Regions from separate parts of the Bicyclus anynana genome. Here region 2 is linked to region 1. A link is a contact called in public Hi-C data. All regions are on one chromosome and are shown on one strand. The core of a region is the stretch at or near the end of the contact, and the rest is flanking DNA. Distances in the headings are between cores, read along the strand shown.

Region 1 (5,051 bases), core at 509-3,008:
ATGGGGTTGAAAGATTGTATGAAAAGTCCTTCATTTTAGAGTTACAGTTTTAAAAATTTGCTCTTAAATCATAAAAAAAAATATTAAATATAGTGTGATTCAAGAATTTTTAAAATTCAAGCCCTAAAGTGATGAAATAGGGGTTGAAAGTTTTCACTGATTTCCACGCGGAAGAAGTCGCAGGCGTCCGGTAGTACGTATAACTACAAGTAACATACGCCGCGCGGTTTGACCCGCGTCGTACCCGTTGCCATGGGTACGGAGATAAAATACAGCCTAAATTACAGTATAAAATACAGCCTAAATCACTCGGTGAAGATGTTGTGATTGTAATGGTGAAAGAATTTGTAAAATCGGTTGATTAAATAGTAATAAACATCGTGAGGAAACCTACGTACTTGAGAATTTTCTTAATTTTCACCAATCCGCATTAGGTTTGCGTAGTGGACTATTAGCCAAACCTTCATTCAAGACCGAAGCACGTTGTATACGACAATAATTGATCTCGGCAGGGATCCAACCTTTATTTTGGCTGGTGGGAGGTTTCAGCCGTGGCTAGTTACCCTACCGACAAAGACGTACCTCCAAGCGATTTAGTGTTCCGGTACGATATCATGTAGAAACCGAAAGGAGTGTGGATTTCACCCTACTCCTAACAAGTTAGCCCGCTTTCATCTTAGATTGCATCATCACTTACCATCAGGTGAGATTAACTACATTAAGGGCTAACTTGTAGAAAAAAGAAAAAAAGCCTTTTAGGAACCAAATCCTTTTAGTTTGGAGTCCGACCGGTTAATCGCGAAGTTATAGAGGCATTATTTCTTACACTCATTCTTCTCAGTATCGTGCGATACTAAACTAATTTATATAATTAACACCTTGGCTTAATTATCGCTTACTGGTATTAGGGAAAAATGTACGTATAGGGCGCCGTTTGACTATAGGGGGTAGTTACACCACACGATACGGAAACGATTTGTGGAATACATAGATGATTGAACTTGAAATGGATCGGGGACCTTAGCCGTGTGGCACGTCGATTCTCTTTTTACAAAGGCTAACGCTTCGAAAACTAACAAAACTTATGTGAATGACAGATGCGATCGACTACTTGATCACGTGACCTGTCGATAGTCAATGTCATTCCCATACATTTTTAATTTTCGCTAACGCTTCGAAAACTAGAAAGATGTATAGGAATGACATTAGCTATCGACAGTTCACGTGATCAAGATCTGTCATTCCCATACATTATTCTAGTTTTCAAAGCGTTAGCGATCGTAGAAAGAGAATCGACGTGCCACTTGGCTAGGGGAGCTGTATTGGAAAAGCAATTATTTATTTTGTACAATCTGTACGTATATATAAACAGTCAGTTAGTTTTTTTATCGAATCCCTCCCGTTACGTGCGATACAAGTTAACGTATTCCATGAACCAATGTAATTGATGTTCGGACCCACGCGTTTTACATGGAACTTTTAAAGTAAACATGCCTCCGAACAAATAATATGACAAACGTTTCATTCACTTCAACATTAACGAAAATTAATTCTATAATCATCACGAATAAAGGTCATAATCGCTTGAAGCTATCGAGGGCATCGGAGTAGACGCGCTGTCTGCCCGTCTTCACGCACATTCCACGAATTACACTATCAATTTCTCTTGTTAGCTTTCCATTGACGCATTATACCTATCTACGCACCAAAGATTACATTAACAACCAGCTATGTAAACTTAACAGATGGAATGTTCCTCTTTTAATGCGTGCGGTGTAAATTTTCCAATGAAGGTAAACAGCGAGGTACATAGTAGCACTTCGTACAAAGCTTGTTGGTACTCAAACAAATATAAGAATGATCAGGTAGCTTGTAAGTCATCATCGGGAAAATTATTTTGAAAAATAAGTGGAATCCTAAAGACACCGCGTTAATAAAGAAACCAGTGCTTCGTGGTTATATAGATGGCCCACATGGTAGGGTGGTAACTAGCCACCGCCGAAGCCTCCCACCAGCCAGACCTGGACAAATTAAGAAAATCTCAATCTGTCCAGCCAGGTATCGAACCCAGGACCTCCGTTTTGTAAATCCACCGCGCAAACCACTGCGCCACGGAGGCCGTCAAATAAACTACCAACTACCTCTAAATAAACTATTATTATTATTTCAAAAATTAATGTAAGCTAAGCCTAAGTACATAACATAAATTAATTTAGATTTCGATTTTTGGAAGTCCTCCTCTTTGGAAGTCGGTTAAAAATTACATGCACACGATACTTAACTCGTTATAACTTCGGACTTGGCACGACATTCCACACTCGGGAACTAAAACGGTGCGTTACATAAAAATAGCTTAATTATAATTAGTAAACATCGCTCAGGAATTTGTACATCGCGGAATTTGGAGTCATAAAAGTGTTTGTGCTGCGTTTGACGTGCGCAATGGAAATAGATTTATTGTCTAACGCACCCCCACTGGCATGCAACTATACAAGGTCATTAGGCTGAACGAGATCTTGAGAGCAACTTGTAGTGGGTATCTTCTTACCAGGAGTGTAGTTTCACCCGCGTGGAATACCCGCTAAGCGCTAGTTTATGTTAGGTTTTATTTTTTAATTGAAATAATAATATGGTTTAAATAATAATAATAATGTACTGTGTATTAGGTATGTATCCTTTTTAAGAAAGTTCTTACATATACCTAAACTTAAAATCAAAATGCGGGAAGCACATAGTTCGAAGAGCCCATGAACGGTGAGTTCCCAAGTTGCTGGAATGGCGACCACGCACTACAAAGCGCAGTGTTGTTAGACCCCCATCTGGTGGACTGACGACATCAAGCGAGTCGCAGGAATTCGCTGGATACAGGTGGCTCAGTATCGTGATGTTTGGAAGTCCCTACAAAAGGCCTATGTCCTGCAGTGGACGTCCATCGGCTTACATGATGATGATGATGAAAAAAATAAATATCTAAAAACACTTAAATGATCACAAAAATGTATAGTAGTTATGTACATGTAATAGGCTACGTTTAATGACCTACTGGCAGAGCTTTACTTATAAGTAAAAAATTTTTTGGAACATTGACCAACCACTGCTCCAATGACCCGCATTAGCTTAGTTATGACACTAAGCCCACTAATGCGGGGCATTGGAATAACTTTGTAGGTAACTTTTTTTTCTTTTATATCAGAATAGACTTGCGCTTGATTATAATCATGCCTGGTGGAAAGCTATAAGGTCTAGGTTTAAACGCGCTTGCCTAGAAGATGCCTATTCACTCTTGCCTTGAAGGTGCACAAATCGAAATAGACTAAGAGCCCTGAGCTGACAAACTTTTAACTTTTATAAAATGACGAAGGTCTGGAGTCGACGGGCTCTCCGTGTTACAGCACGTATCGTTTCGAAGCACAGAAGCCGAAAGGGCATTCCACATCTTCGATAACGTCGATAGAAACGTCGACGTGAATCGTTTGCGAGTCGATTAGACATCAACAACAAAAAAATGCCAATTTTTGCGGCGTCTGTTCTGTGACTTCGTAATTCGAATTTCTATAGGCTACTTGACAAACGAGGCAATTAGTAAATAAAATCTGCCTTAATGGATTTAAGTCACGTGACTATTTTTGTTCGTATCCCTGACAGCAAACCCTTTCGTTTGAAATCCGTATCAGGGGGTGGGTTTCAAACAGCCAGGCCACCATATTGGATTTGTAATGAGGTTTCTTGTATTGTCATCAGAACTGAGAGCGTGTGCAAAATTTAATCCTATTCCAAGACCGCGAAATCGGTTGAGATTCCAAGATTTTCTTACATACATAGTTACAAGTGAAGCTAATTTAAACGTGTTAAAAAATGTAGAGGTACATTTGCTTAAATACCTCTGTCAATTTACATTGCACTCGTGCGATGCGTGTCTGAGATCACAGTCCAAAGTCCTTGAAGAAAAAAGTCATTAAAAAGTTTTGTCTCGTCAATGACACAAAACATAATTATCGTATTATGACAAAAAAATACATCCGGATTAGAGCACAGAGTACCTTGCTACGAAATGCGTTATTAAATTACTTATTATCTATTTAGAACAAGTTAAAATTAAAAATTAGAAAATTTCCCGGCTAGATTATCTGCTTTTAATACAAAACATATTTCTATCATAACAGAAAAGCTAAACGGTGTTGGCAATGCAATGACGGAAAGATAAAACTATACTTACTCCTGACAAATCAGTCCATTGAAAAGTTACATTTGGGGTTGCGTTTTTTAGAGGACGCAATTTTATTTTTTTGCTATGTAGGGGGGGCCAGTATAAAGTTAAAACCAAGTTTGTGGAGTCGCCACCCTTGTCCCGCGGCCGCCATCTTGAAAATAAGGGTTGAAATGGTTTTTACGAGATATCTCGTAAACTATTTAAATCTGATAAAAAAATAGTAAGTATTTTTTTAGCAAATTAAATTCTCTACAACTTTGGTTCAGTAACTTTTTGTCATAGAACAATAAATAAAAAAGTTATAAGCAAAAATGTTCAGAAATTCCAGAAAAAAAAAATATTTTTTGTCATTTTACAAAAAATAACATCAGACCATTTTTGTGGATAATTTTTTTTGGGTACAACTTTTATACGAAACATTTTTTCATAAGTCAACAGCTGGTTTTACAGCGCTCCGAAGTGAGTACTATTTTTCAGTACTCTCAATTATCCATATACTCCATTGTAAAATGTGTAATTGTAAACGACTTCATCATTTTCATGAAACATAATCAACAAATCTAAATTCGTTAATTGCAAGTAGGCTTAGTTTACAAGCACGTTTGAAACGTCAAGTATGGCATCAGTAGAGACTCTGCCACTGGTTCAAAAAGACAGGTTCGGCCATTTAATTATTATGTACTACGTAGTACATAATTATGTAATTCAAGGGGCTCGGCTGAGGAGAACCGGCAATAAACTCAACAGTTGCTCTTTTAAAATTCTTAATAATTAACATACTACGAGTATCGTAGATGTACCATGAGGTATTGAGTCTGGCTTCTTTACCGCGCAGTTATTA
Region 2 (5,431 bases), core at 2,654-5,153, 69 kb before region 1:
TGATTTCCCAAGAAAGTCCGTAAACCTTGCATTGAACCTTGTATAGCACTGCAGCGGCAGCTAAGGAGTTTGGCCAAAATTCTTGTAACCTTGTTTAACGAATATATATCGGTTTTCAATACATAATTTGCTACTCGTATTATGTAAATTCGACCTTAATATTCTGTAGAGAAAAGATTTGTATTTTTCTATGTAACGAATAATCTGAAACTACTGGACCGATTTGAAAAATTCTTTCACCAATAGAATGCTACATTATCAGGAAGTAGCCCCCGTATCCCCGTATGCCCACGGAAGTGAAAACTTACGCCGGAGAAACATGCAAGGTATGGTGTTAGATATTTTTGAATATATTTAGATTTATATAAACCTTTATAAAACAAACCAAACTTTATAATACTTTCCGTGAAAAATCCAAATAGAGTACTCATAGTCGTCTTTACTTCATACTCGTTTATTCTTAGTATATTGGTCAGATTACTAAACAATATTTCATTTTCTAATCCGAGTTATTGGGATTGTCTCTATAAAACGACATAGTATGGCCAACCCAGTCACCCATTAAAGGCAGGCTGTAGGGAGATTATATTAATTCCTACAACCTCAAAAGCCGGTGGTCTCAGATAATCGCCCCGTATAAACTATAAACACTTTATGCTTGTCCACTTTAGTTAATCACTACCACAGAGCACTGAACTAATATAGAGTAAGTAATTTAAATACGTGAAGATTTTTGGAGGTTTCAATTTACTTTAAGCGAAAATATGTGAGGGAAGCTTTGGATGAAAGAGCCTCAAGAAGTCTCAAATTAATTTAATTAATTTATTATGGAACACGGCTAAAACTTAAGCGATATAACGTCGGAGTATGCCCGACTAATTTTGAACCCATACGCGGTCCTTAGTCATGAACTGGTTGTAGCAACGCGGTGCGAACCAAACGTGTTTCGTGATCCAAACGTTAGCCTTGTTTCATAATAAATTAAATTTGTTATATTTCCTTTTTTATTTTTATACTCGTAATATGTAGTTAATATAATACCTGTAAGTACGTACTCGTAATAGGTACGTAGTTTTAATATTATTGTAAAATTAAACAAATATTAAAAATATGTATGTCATATAATTGACCTCTTCCTCCGATTCCGGAAGGTGTGGGTTCGAATCCGGTCCGGGGCATGCACCTCCAACTTTTCAGTTGTGTGCATATTCAGAAATTAAATGCCGTGTCTCAAACGATGAAGGAAAATCATCGTAAAGAAACCTGCATACCAGAGAATTTTCTTAACTATCTGCGTGTGTGAAGTCTGCCAATCCGCATTGGGCCAGCGTGGTGGACTATTGACCTAACCCTGATAATAATGATGATGTCGTATAATTAAAAAAATAATAATAATTTAATTAGAAAAGCTTCTGTAGTTTATTTAGTCTGTGCGACTCGGTAGGTGTTCCCTAATCCGGTCCGACGACTCCGCCCGCTCGAACACCTGACAAACGCTGCGCCACCTGGTCGCTACCCGCTACCCGCTACCTGCTCATTACTCTATAAATAGCAACAACTTAGTACAGGTTAGATAATTACTCGTATAGGTATAATATGATGAGAATCAGCTCGTCTTATTGTATATGTATACCTACTAGCTGAAAAGTTCGTTTGTTTGCTGGACTGCGCTAATCTCAGGGACTACTGGTTCGATTTAAAAAAATATTTCAGTGTTAGATAGCCCATTTATTGAGGAAGGCTATGTACTATCACGCTAAGGCCAATAGGAGCGGAGCGCCAATGAAGAATGTTTCAAAAACTGGATATATTTTCCTATAAAGAGCTTACGCTGCGTGCGTTGCGTACACGGTTAAAGTTTCGCAAAAATCATGTATGACAGAACAGAGGGCCTAGTGGCAGTTTGATACTGTTACCGTCGCGTAACGTAAACGTCCTCTAGTAATATGATATGGCCAGTGGCGTGCGCAAGATATTTAACTAGGGTAGGCATTACGCGTATAAAATTCAAAATGAAAAATTCTTTCTACTGGTTCGTAATTAGCACAAGGGGTACGCAGTGGATTTTTGCATCTATGAAGTGCATGGTACTGGATATGGCTAGAGATAATCATTTACCCATCAATGCGAGAGAAGAACTTAAATCAAAAGCATATGTACGGAACACAAGGCGCTCGTTGTGTACGGACTGACGAGTTGAATAGATGCCTTGTTTCGTTAGTTGTGAAGCGGCACGGGTATTCACCGCTCGGGAACTCGACTACACTAATAAAAACTTAAATAATTAAATTAAAAAAAAACAATGTTATATTATATTGTCGTTAAAACTCTAAAAATATAAATGATTATCTCTAGCTATATCATATTATATTTTCAGGAACTTTTCCCGAATTTTAGACAACCTTTTTTGGGATTTAATTACGTAACTTTTGAGCATATTTTTGTATTAATGTCTATAACCATTTTACCACAATTTTTATAGCTATAATCAACGGGAAGTTTTGATTCCCTCGAGAGTGTTGAAATATGCATTTTTCTAAAGAAACAGCCGTGTCTTTATATTGCGAAAAGTTACAACTTTAATTTTAAACAATTTCAGGGGACCGTAGACCTGAATACCTATACGGTTTAAGTTTCTTTTAGATATCACCACGCATTCCCGAAGTAAAAGGCCTTTGCAGACAGATAGACGGACAACAAACTGAGCTTATAATGTTCTTGCGTTTTGACGTACGCAACCTTTTTCTTGGGGGTGAATCTCTTTGTAACCCGACTGGGGGACAAGACGTGTTATGTGGGACTTAAGTACCACTAAAACCTTTGGCAGGTTTCGAGACCTAATTTAAACTCGCCGATGCTTCGTTGCACTACGCCTCTAGTGCTCATCTAAGGGCAAGATCTTTTTTCATATACCAAGTATAGCTTGTGCCCTAAGCTATCTAATGAACGTACGGAACCCTAGAAAAGAGTTAAGATGCTTACCACAATAAAATCGATTGAAACCTACTAAATGATATCACAATTGGATGTCTGTAATCTGATGATAGCGGCCGGTAAATATAAAGCCGGTGTTATTTACTTATAAGTACGTACCTACTACAACAGCTTTTCTAGCCGTTTAGCAACAAGCTTTAAAATATTGTATCTTGATTTCATTTGACTGTGATTTTATAAGTCATTGAACTTAATTTTTTTTTATATTTTAGTACTAGAGCTTAATATTAATGTTATGTTCTATATAGTCAGTTTTTAAACTTTTTAAAAAGTTGCCTTTAGAAGTAGGTATAGTCAATCCATTATTTTTTATTATCCGCCCACTTTAATATACTCGCGTCATGCTAAAGTGGGCTGATAATTGTGGCTCTGAGTATATTTTGACTGGGTTGGTTGGCGTTTTCAGACTTTGCCGTGAGAATACGAGAGTTTAAAAATATATTGTACCTGTTCTTTGGTGAAGGAATTTTTAATGGGTTCAGTGGTTTATACGTGAAAGTGTGACAAACAAACAAATAAACTCACATTCGCGTATGTTTTTATAATATTTGGTACTTAGGGTATAGATAAAATAGTAATATTATAAAAAGGAAAGATTTGCATTTGTATGTAACTAGGTAATTAACTCAAAAACTATTGGATCGATTTGAAACTTACATTATCAGAGTGGAACATAGGCTATATTTTATCACCATATTCGCAAGGGAATGGGAAAAACGCGGGTGAAACTGCGAGGTTCTACTTGTAGTTTATGTAGAATATAGATGAACAAACTGCATCTATAAGTTATAACTAAGAAGTAAGATCTTTAACTAAGTATCGAAGGCGGTGCATTGAAGGCTATATACATCATACAGACGTGTGCCTGTGTGCGTGGCTCCCACGCGCGCACACACCCGCACCGCACGCACACTGACGCGTCGAGCAGACGCTAGACTGCTCGGCTGCCACCCAAGATACCTGTAGGGCTGACAATAATGGAAGATCTACACCTAATAAATAAGGGTTCCGTTTTTTGTACTACGTACTGTTAGTCTCGGTATCTTGGTGTTTATAAAAAAAACTAAGTTTATTATTTAAATATCTATAATTGTTTACTACATCCAGTTTATTAGAACCAGCTAAATAGTGAAGCGTAGTGGTGGAAAACCATATCATCCGGGGATGGGGATGTAGTTAAAAAAGTTTTCATATAAATCAGTTAGATTAATTACACTATTTGTAGCTTCAGAAAGTCTTGCGACTATGAAGAGAAATAGGCAAAAAAAGACAATGTTTTCAACATTGTTGTATCGCTTTCGTACCCACGCAATGAAAGAGATAACGGTATTTCCGGTTGCGCCGCCATTGGATTTATTTTGTCTATTTCTGTCCACGAATTAATCTTGTTGGTCGCATGTTAGCACCACAGTTTTACCCCTTAACACGAGTTTTTCGCTATGATGGAGTGAAAGTTAACACCTCCTTGATCTTTTTAATTAAGCCCGATAGTATGTCCACGTTATTCTTTATATAAAAATAAAAAAAAAACTTCAGAAAAAAGTAAATTAATATCATTTCAAGTTTGTTGTCAGCCCTAACCCAGCAGCAAATGAAATGCGTCCAGCCCAGCTATTTTATAAAAAGTTTACGCAGTTTTTTTTAAGAATGCGGTCTATAATTGCACAGCTGCGTTTATCCTAGTCCAGATACCTTGTTTCTGAGGGTACTTGTCACTAATAACAGTGTCATTCGTTATGCGTGTGGTAGCATTTACACTTTGATCATCGCCGACTTGCCGGGACTATTTGGATCGTTCTATTTTTTTTTATATTTCTCAAGAAATGCGTAAGAAATGAATGCAGGGAATAGGAATTTCTTTTTGTAAAACCGTATATAGCGCCGCGTTTGATGAATATACTTTTGGAATTATTATTTAATCATTTATTTACATGAAATTAATACAAAGATTTTTTTATTTTTGCTCGTAAGCGCTTGTCGGCTTTTCTAAGCACTACCACCTACACCTCTACATTTATTGTAATTTCATCATCATCATCATCATCATCATCATCATCATCATCATTAACAGCCGATGGACGTCCACTGCTGGACATAGGCCTCTTGCATGGACTTCCAAACACAACGGTCTCGAGCCGCCAGCATCCAGTGGCTCCCTGCAACCCGTTTGATATACTCAGTCCACCTAGAAGGGGGTCGAGAAATACTGCGCTATCCGGTGGGAGTCGCTGTTCCAGCAGCTTGGGACCCCAACGTCCATCGGTTCTTCGAACTATGTGCCCTCCCCATTTCACTTTGCGTATTGTAATTTAGTTATCGAAATTGTTACATACTTATTTAATTGATGATAAACAGTCGTTATTTCTTTGTTATTGATTGAAACCATTTATTTTGTTATTAGGTGTTCCTAAAATAAATGATATTCGTTATATGCTTC

What was found. A called contact is a pair of places that touch in the nucleus more often than the background predicts.
Region 2: a contact with region 1 is called in a Hi-C map of whole larva, with 2.4 times the contacts expected there. The contact joins two enhancer-like sites. A contact is called at or near these places in 2 of 2 Hi-C or Micro-C datasets (whole body and whole larva).

What each region holds. Positions count from the first base shown.
Region 1 is chr20:1,946,593-1,951,643 of ilBicAnyn1.1, reverse strand. The region is part of intron 1 of LOC112047039 (CHH-like protein); the gene reads right to left. Among protein-coding and RNA genes, the nearest start is that of LOC112047038, 9.6 kb to the right of the region's middle. Within about 2 kb of position 1,758, at least 8 of the 8 cell types and tissues checked have open chromatin away from gene starts, as enhancers often do.
Region 2 is chr20:2,017,298-2,022,728 of ilBicAnyn1.1, reverse strand. The region is part of intron 1 of LOC112047039 (CHH-like protein); the gene reads right to left. Among protein-coding and RNA genes, the nearest start is that of LOC112047048, 34 kb to the left of the region's middle. Within about 2 kb of position 3,903, at least 8 of the 8 cell types and tissues checked have open chromatin away from gene starts, as enhancers often do.